Regions from separate parts of the Mus musculus genome. Here regions 2 and 3 are each linked to region 1. The links are chromatin contacts, called in public HiChIP or PLAC-seq and promoter capture Hi-C maps. All regions are on one chromosome and are shown on one strand. Each heading gives the region's core, a stretch centred on a gene start, on an enhancer-like site or on the middle of the called end of the contact. The rest is flanking DNA. Distances are from core to core; before and after follow the strand shown.

Region 1 (3,009 bases), core at 379-2,878:
CAAATGGTGACAGAAGTCAACTATGGTGTGTGTGTGTGTGTGTGTGTGTGTAAAAGAAGAGCATCTACTACCTACAGACTTACACACACACACACACACACACACACACACACACACACATACACACAATCACACACAGGGGTGATTAGAGCAGTGGTTCTCAACCTTCCTAGTGTTGTAACTCTTTAATACAGTTCCTCCTGTTGTTATGATCTACAACCATAAAATTATTTCATTGCTATTTCATAACTGTAATTTTGCTACTGTTATGAATCATGATGTAAATATCTAATATTCAGGATGCCTGATATGTGACTCTTGTGAAAGGGTCCATTGACCCTCAAAGGACTGAGACTTCACAAGTTGAGAACCACTGCCGTAGAATGAGCTGGGCGGGGTAGTCATCTATGCTTTTAATCTTGGAACTCAAGATAACCTTTCTCCTCCCCTCACTTGTACTACTACACAGGAGTCCATTCATTAGAAGGTAGTCCTGAGATGGGTGTTTTCGCTGATGCTCACCAGAGGAACTTAGAGAAAAATATTTAGCATCCTAACTGTTTCAAAGTTCCTGCCCTTTGAGGATGCCAGGAGATTTCATAGCAGGGAAGGAGGAACTCCTTATACTTATGCTAGGGTCTTTGACAGGAAATGGTGAAGGGAAAGAATCAAAGTCAGGTCTTCTTTGCTCCGAAGAGTCGTCATTTATGGGAGCTAGAGAGGTAGCTCAGTGGTTAAGAACACTTCTTGCTCTTCAGAGGACCAGGGTTCAATTCCCAGCATCCACATGGTGGCTCACAGCCATCTGTAACTCCAGTTCCAAGGGATACACCGTCTTTTGCTGACATCCATGGGCACCAAGCACTCATGTAGTACACATGCATGCATATATGCAGGCAAAACACTCACAAAAATAAAATGATCAAACGTAATATACTAGGGGCATTGTTAAAATAGTCCTAGAGGTGGGACAATGAAGCAGAATGTGTACATATAACAATACTCCACGTTTCCTGCATCAGAGAAAACAGGTGAAGACAACACAAAAGCTCTTCCCATCCCCACAATACCAACAATCCTGAGACCTTGAAGAAGAAGCCTTCCATCAAACACAGTGACCAGCTTCTTGTAACCTGCTTTACTGAGCCCTGGGTGGTTAATCTGGTGAAAAGGTGAGACTCAATTGGAGAATAACCCAGGTCTAACTGAGGTCACTCAAACCTCCTATCCACAAAAACTGGAGTTTAGTAGAAGAGGAATGTATACTTACTTACCCCATAGGAGGGATTTGCATAGGACCAAAAGCAATACCTTAACTCTTTGTACAGCCCACACTCAATGTCCCCTTCATATTCTCTTTGGATTTTCCAAGCCAGTAAAGGAAAGAATTATCTGACTTGCATCCCCCAAGTCCTGCTCACTAAGAAGAGGAGCCTGGGCAGTTTACTCACAAGTAGAGAAGGACCAGGCTGGTAGCCAGGAGCATCCAGGTTTCCATGGAAAAGTTTGGGATCAGGTCCATTGCTGTTTTCTTTAAACAAGTCTCTCTCCAAGTTGTACTCTCAATTTTGTGTGCTGCACCTTTCAGGGCTGAGCCTGCTGAGCTCCCTTCCCTGCCCAGCTGTTTGTGACTCAGGAAAGCCACCCTGAAGAACTTAAGTACAGGGAAAGAGGTGGGGCTGAAATTGCAGCCAATGAACAGACCTACAGTTCTGAGTCAAGTGTACTCTCCACCCTAGCAGTTGGCAAAGAATCATGGGTGTGCCCACTTGAATCTTTGAATTCATTTGGTAAGAAATATCGACCAAAACTGAGGCCAGTGTTATCATTATCACTGAGTACAAAGGTTATTGCTTCTTATCAGAAACTCAGGTGAAATCATTGGCATTCTATAGCATTTCTGTCCTAGTTCGCTTTCTGTCATTGTGGGAGAGAGAGAGAGAGAGAGAGAGAGAGAGAGAGAAACCAGAATGACCAAAAACAACTTGGGGAAAAGGTTCATTTTGTATTACAACTTAGAGTCCATCATGAAGGAAAGTTAGGACAGAAAGTCAAGGTACATATCTGAAGACAGCAACTGAAGCAGAGCCCACAGCTAACTAATGCTTCCTTCTTTCTCCTTATGGCTTGCTCAGCCTTCTTTCTTTTTTTCCTTTCCTTTCCTTTCCTTTCCTTTCCTTTCCTTTCCTTTCCTTTCCTTTTCTTTTTCTTTTCCTGGGACTAACTCAAGTGCTCTGGGAGGACAGAATGCTTTCTTAGCCACTGAGCCTTTCTCCAGCCTTTCAGGTTCCTTTCTTATCAAACCCAGAAGCACCTGCCTAGAGGTGACACTACCCACTGTGGTCTGGGCCCTCTCACATTAATCATTAATCAAAAATATTTCCCCACAGAGGTGCCTACAGGCCATTCTGGTGGAAGCAATTTCTGAACTGTGATTGCCTCTTCCTGGATATGACTAGGTTTGTGTCAACTTGAAAAAAGCTAAACAACCTTCTGTCCTTTTGTCCTAAGCTGCTTTAATTGCCAAGAACTTGAAATCCACCCAAATAAACACATGAAATGACCCAAAACAAGCTGATTCTTCAAAAAAGAGAGAGAGAGAGAGAGAGAGAGAGAGAGAGAGAGAAACCCTTAGGTAATCTGACAAAAAGAAAGAGGGGGAAGACACAAATTTTAAAAATTAGAGATGAAAAGGTATCATTATAACTGACTCCAAAGAAACCCAGAAGTTCATGAGGCTGCTGTGAAAAACTGTACTCAGGAAATCTGGATAATCCGAAAGAAATAGAAGGATTTCTAAATGCATGTCTTCCTCCAGATAGATTACAAACCATGAGATCCTAATCAAAATCTTCCCATCAAAGAAAGCCACAGGACCCAACAGATCTCCAACAATCTCATACCCTTCCTCTTACCTTGTTCCATGATGTAGAAAGTGAAGGTCCATTGCCAAATTCATTCTATGAAGTTGATATTATCCTGGTACAAAAACTGTGTAAAGACACCTAT
Region 2 (3,009 bases), core at 256-2,755, 230 kb after region 1:
TGGCCTCGAACTCAGAAATCTGCCTGCCTCTGCCTCCCGAGTGCTGGGATTAAAGACCACCTGGCTGTAAGCACAGGTCAAGAGAGGCTTCGCCTCCTGGATCCTTTCCTCTTTCTTTGGAGTAACTCACTATAGGATTAAGGTAGCGATGACTGGAAACTTAGCACCTTTTGTGCAGTTCTGAGGTTTTTGTTTGTTTGGTTTGGTCTTTCTTTATTGGGTAAGAATCAGGCTATAGCCCAGACTAGCTTGGAATTCACTGTATAGGACAAGTTGGCCTTGCTTCATTTGCCTCTGTGCTGGGATTAGATGTGAGCAAGCCAATTTGGCTAATTCCTGGAAATTCACATTAGGTCATTGTTTCTCAAACTTGTAGGTCGTGACCCCTTTGAAAGTTGAATGACTCTTTCACAGGGGTTACCTAAGACTATTGGAAAACACAGATATTTACATTACTGTTCTTATCAGTAGCAAAAAAAATACGGTTATGAAGTAGTGACAATAATAACTTTACGGTTGGGGGTCATCACATGAGAAACTGCATTAAAAGGTCATAGCATGAGGAAGGTTGAGAATTTCTGTTTTAGGTTCTACCAGTTCTGTATGATTAAGGGGTCAAAATGGGGAAATCGGGTTCAGTTTATGTCTAATATAGGTACTTAAGAAGTACGGAGGGTAAAGGAATGTGCTAGGAACTACCAGCAAAGACCATCACATACTGTCTTTTCAGTACACCCTAAGAGAGCTGAAATGGACTAAGGTTCTCTGTGTTCAACTAGGTTCTCAATGTTTTAGCCAGCTAATGCACTGGACATACTCGGCCACTTCTGCAGGGAGCCGGCCCCAGCATGTCCACGAAAAGGTATCAGTCAGTAAGCTTAAAAAAAAAAACAAAAAACAAAACAAAAAAACCCTATTCATAGCCATAGGACATGAGATCTTGGTGAGGTTACGGAGGACCCGAGTTCGCACCTCCTCCCAAGCCCTAGTTCTCACTGCGACCCAGAACTACTGTCTGGTTTTCCGATCCAATTAAGGAAAAACTTCCTTCTCCTGCCCTCACACAGAAATCGGTGTGCTGAGAGTACCAAGTTAGGGTGGCAATCTGTCATCAGTTGTTTTAAAGAGAGGGAGACCTCCGTAGCGACGCTAGGAATTTTAAACACTGGGGCTGGGGACGGTAAGAGACACAAAAGCAGACCCGGAGTCCCATTACGCGACACCCGGGATCACGCTGCGCGCCTGCAGCTAGGGTTGCGGAGCTGGACAGCGACTGCAGGAGGAAGGTGGGCCCAGAACCCCGGCGGGCCGCGGACGTGTGAACACCAACCCCCTTCCCCGGAGACCACAACTTCCACCTCACCGCGAGTCCGGGAGATGGCCCCACTCACCCTGGGGACAGGGACGTAAGACTTAGGGGGCCGGACACGAAACAGGTCCTGTTGGACCCTGTTACAGACCCACACAACGGAGAACAGAACAAAGAACGGAAACTGCCCCTCCCCATATCGTTTCCGGGTCGTCCTTTCTCACCACCCAGGACAACAAATGCCCACTTGCTCTCTCTAGGAAAATGGGAGGTCTTCATCTCTCGATGGTACGCTGATGGTGCTGTTCTCGATGGTGCTGGGAAACAAGGGCACCAGACTGCGCCACTTGCTGGCCAGGTTGGGAAGGGACGATGCGTAAGCTGAAGAAGTTGGAGGTCCAGGAAATTCAGGGCACAAGTTCTAGTGGCTCTGAGAGAGAGAGTACACCATCACCTCCATAGCAAGAGAGAGAGTACACCATCACCTCCATAGCAAATATATGAAACTTGAAGAATCCTTTAATATAAATGTGCACCATTGGCTGGTCGTGATGGCGCACGCCTTTAATCCCAGCGCTGGGGAAGCACAGTCAGGCAGATCTCTGTGAGGCCAGCCTGGCCTATGATACAAAACAAAACAAACAAACAAAAAAATAAATAAATAAAAGTGCACCATGGGTTTTGGTTTTTGTTTTGTTTTTCTGGTTTTTTTTTTTTTAAGATTTATTTTATTTATTATATGTAAGTACACTGTAGCTGTCTTCAGATACCAGAAGAGGGAGTCAGGTCTTGTTACAGATGGTTTTGAGCCACCATGTGGTTGCTGGGATTTGAACACAGGACCTCCGGAAGAGCAGTCAGTGCTCTTAACCACTGAGCCATGTCTCCAGCCCCCGTTTTTGTTTTTTTTTTTTTTTTGTTTTTTTGTTTTTTTTTTTTTACTCATCAATTTTTCTTTAATTATTTTGAACATTCTCACTAATTAAGAAAATATTTTATTTCAAAACTTCTTATAGTAGAAAAAAGGATTACCTTTTTAACATGATTTCTCCACTGCTTGATAAGTATAATAGTTATATTTTTAAAATTTGGAATTTATGTTGGTGCTAATGATATTATATCCAAAATAGCACCATGGGTTTTTTTTTAAAGCACTCAGCACTCAGTTTTTAAAAGATTTATTTTAACCAGGCAGTGGTGGTGCACGCCTTTAATCCCAGCACTTGGGAGACAGAGGCAGGTAGATTTCTGAGTTCGAGGCCAGGCTGGTCACAGAGTGAGTTCCAGACAGCCAGGGCTACATAGAGAAACCCTGTCTCAAAAAAAGCAAGACAAAAAATTATTTTAATAGATTTAATATTTATTTGAAGATTTAGTATTTTAATGAGTGTTTTTCTCCTGCATACACACACACATACACACACACCTGATTCAGATATAGGTCAGATGAAGCCATCACATCTTCTGGAACTGGAGTTACGGTAATGAGTGGCCATATGAGTGCATGGAATCTGGGTCCTCTGGAAGAGCAGCCAGTACTTTTTTTTTTTTTAAAGATTTACTTATTATTATTATTATATCTAAGTACACTGTAGCTGTCTTCAGATGCCCCAGAAGAGGGCGTCAGATCTCATTACAGATGGTTGTGAGCCACCATGTGGTTGCTGGGATTTGAACTCAGGATCTTCGAAAGAGCAGTC
Region 3 (3,009 bases), core at 342-2,841, 200 kb after region 1:
TAACTTGATGATGGAGAGAAGTGCTAGCTTGCATAAGGCATTGGGTTCTACCCCCCTCCCCCAGCACAGAAAGAAAAATCTATAGTGGTAGAACAAGCATACACAAATAGAGAATCAAAATCTTGTCTCAGCTTTGCTATCAATTTACACTCTAGTACACACTGGATCTGATCTGCCAAGACACTGCTTTCTTCATACATAAACAAGAACTCAGGCAGATTGTTCTCTGTGTTTTTGATTGTAATGGCTATTCCTGGTTGTCAACTTGACTCTATCTGGAATGAACTACAATCCACCTGTGATCCAGATCTTGAGGCTGGAAGAAGATTCTGACCTGGATCTTGGCATGGAGATCTTGAGGCATAGTGGCCATGAGAAACTTAGGTCCATGCCGGGCATGGTGGCTCATGCCTTTAATCCCAGCACTTGGGAGGCAGAGGCAGGTGGATTTCTTAGTTCGAGGCCAGCCTGGTCTACAGAGTGAGTTCCAGGACAGCCAGGGATACACAGAAAAACTCTGTCTTGAAAAAACAAAAAACAAACAAACAAACAAAAACAAAACAAAACAAGAACAACAAAAAAGAAAAACTTAGGCCCAGGAAACTAAGGCAAAGAGATCTCTGAGTTCTAAGAGCCAGGCATGGTGGTACACACTTAATCTGGGCCACACCTTCTGCTAGAGATTTGCTTAAGGACATTGGAAGAAGGAAGAGTCCCTCTTCTTCGGCTGCTTGCACTTACTTGCCAGCACATCTGTTGGAATCTACTTCTACAGACGACCAGCTGGAACACCTAGCTTCGTGGGACTGAGCAACTACTAGATTCTTGGACCATTGCTGGGGTACAGACTGTAAGTTATCACAATAAATTCACTCAGTATAGACAGACATTCCCTTAGTTCTGTGACTCTAGAGAACCCTAACTGTTACAGTGCTCATGTACACAGTGTGTTTGCAAACATGTGAAGGCCAGAGGTTAATGTTAGCTGTCTTCTTCAATTGCTTCTCTACCTTGTTTTTGAGACAAGGTGTCACTGATCTGGAGCTAGGCTGCCCAGACAACAGACTGCAGGGGTCCTCCCAGCACTCGGATTACAGGCATGTGATGTACCATAGTCTTTTTATGTGGTGCTGGAAATCCAAATGTAGGTCCTCACGCATGAGCTCTTTACTCACTCACTGATCTAGAGGCAAGTGGATCGTTTATAGAGTTCGAGGTCAGCCTGGTATACATAGAGTTCCAGGCTAGCTAGGGCTAATGACATGTTTGTCTCAAAAACAAGGCAGTGGTGGCTCATGCTTTTAATCCCAGCACTCGAGAGGCAGAGGCAAGTAAATCCCTGAGTTCGAGGCCAGCCTGGTCTATTGAGTGAGTTTCAGGGCAGCCAGGGCCGCATAACCCTCCAAAAACCACCCACCCTCAAAAAAAGAATGAACGAAAGAAAGAAAAGGGAGGGGGTAGGAAGAGAGAATGAGAATAAAAAAAGAAATAGGGGGAGAAACAGATCACAACCAGGACAGTCGCAGCCTCCGGTGAAACAGGATACCGACAACGCTCGGATTCCTAGAGGGGCGGCTGCTCCCCCTCCAGAGGGGCGGGGCTCTGACGCGCTTCCGGTGGTGCTGTCGTTCAGCCGCTGTGAGGATTCCAGACTCCAAAGCGGTTCTGAGTCACGGTGAGCCTGCGAGTCCCAGGTTAGCCTAGCGGTCGGGGAGCGTTGGCCAAAAGATTTCGAGAGGGTGGGACGGGTTTAGCGACTGTGGTTCTGGTTCGGGGAGTTCCTCCATGGTGGTTCTGGGAGATTGAGGAGGAGCGCCCCGCCCAGCCGTCGTCGGCGCCCGCTCTAAGGAAAGGCTTTTCCACCCCCGAGGGCTCCCTGGAACAAAACCCTGATTCTTTTGCTTCCGGAATCGCATTTCTAGTCTCTCCGTTATTGTCTGTTACCTGACGGAAACTGCCCTCTTTCTTCCCCAGCAAGAGCCCTGAGATCTAAACTCAGAACTAATTGTTAAGAATAAGCCCAAGTGTAGAAACCTCTGAAAACCCGAATCTCCTCAGTCTTGAGTCTTGTCCAGTCCAGGCGGGGAATTGGTCCCGGTGGGCTTTGTGCGCACTGGACAAGGATTTGCTCAAGTCTGGAAAGATTTTTAGACGATCGTTTGTAAAACGCGTATAGGATAGAAAGGTGATTGATTTATTTGGTGGCTGACATAGTTGGAAATCTGTTGAAAGGGGACACTTAAAGAATTGTGAACAACAACAACAAAATCAATACAGGAAAATTGTTTTTCAAGTGGTGGAAGGCTTCTGAAGAGAGACTGAGTATTGGTTCAGGGCTATTGAAATGATGCAGAATTTGGCTCACTCTGAGCTACTAGATCTGCCCAGTAGTTATGCTCTTCAGAATTATTGGCCTGCCTGGAAGCTTTTTGAAAATTAGTTTGCTCGGTTTGAGACGGGGTCTTACTGTATGGCCTACACTGGTGTATAATTGGTGATCCTCCTGTCTCTGTTCTCTTCAGTGCTGTAATTACAGGTATGCACCACCACGACTTCAGCTTGGAGTTTCCAAGTGCAGAGTGTCTTAAGGGCATTATCTACTACAAGGTAATAATTGCTGTTCATTTGATGCAATCTGTGATAGTTTGATTTGTTTACACTTCGTCTTGCACAGAATGAATTTGAGGCTGATTAAGGGAGTGTGTGTGTGTGGGGGGGGGACTTATAAACTGTAGAATTCGCATAAAGGAGGGAAAAATTGGGAAGTGACCAAAAGCCTGCTGCTAGACTTCGAGAGTTAGGTTTTTATTTTTTTACTCTGTGTGTGTGTGTGTGTGTGTGAGTCAAAGGATAGTTGGCATAGTTGACTGCTTCCCTTCCATTACATGGACACCAGTCTCAAAACAGGCAGCAGGTCGGTTGCATTTGTTACCCACTGAGCCATCTTGTCAGTTGAGTTAAACCTTTAGATAGGGGCTGGAGAGATGGCTCAGTGGTTAAGAGCACTAC

What was found. HiChIP or PLAC-seq counts read pairs in DNA pulled down with a chosen protein or histone mark. Capture Hi-C pulls out chosen DNA fragments and counts their contacts.
Region 2: a contact with region 1 is called in a promoter capture Hi-C map of adipose tissue. The contact joins the promoter of Zfp113 here to the promoter of Cyp3a13 in region 1. A contact is called at or near these places in 2 of 39 promoter capture datasets (liver and macrophages), 2 of 484 Hi-C or Micro-C datasets (liver and nephron progenitors), 5 of 115 datasets of contacts at active chromatin or transcription factors (bone marrow-derived macrophages, embryonic stem cells and stem cell-derived neural progenitor cells) and 2 of 9 other capture datasets (adipose tissue and liver).
Region 3: an H3K4me3 HiChIP or PLAC-seq map of the SCID.adh cell line shows a contact between it and region 1, with 13 read pairs. The contact joins the promoter of Zscan21 here to the promoter of Cyp3a13 in region 1. A contact is called at or near these places in 2 of 39 promoter capture datasets (both in liver), 9 of 115 datasets of contacts at active chromatin or transcription factors (the NIH/3T3 cell line, the SCID.adh cell line, embryonic stem cells and 1 more) and 1 of 9 other capture datasets (pancreatic islet).

What each region holds. Positions count from the first base shown.
Region 1 is chr5:137,919,991-137,922,999 of GRCm38.p6, forward strand. It overlaps Cyp3a13 (cytochrome P450, family 3, subfamily a, polypeptide 13), which reads right to left and starts at 1,629. Exons shown (of 13, transcript NM_007819.4): 1 at 1,452-1,629. The coding sequence starts at 1,522.
Region 2 is chr5:138,154,239-138,157,247 of GRCm38.p6, forward strand. It overlaps Zfp113 (zinc finger protein 113), which reads right to left and starts at 1,506. Exons shown (of 5, transcript NM_019747.4): 1 at 1,392-1,506.
Region 3 is chr5:138,115,314-138,118,322 of GRCm38.p6, forward strand. Zscan21 (zinc finger and SCAN domain containing 21) reads left to right here and starts at 1,592. Exons shown (of 5, transcript NM_011757.3): 1 at 1,592-1,694; 2 at 2,523-2,607.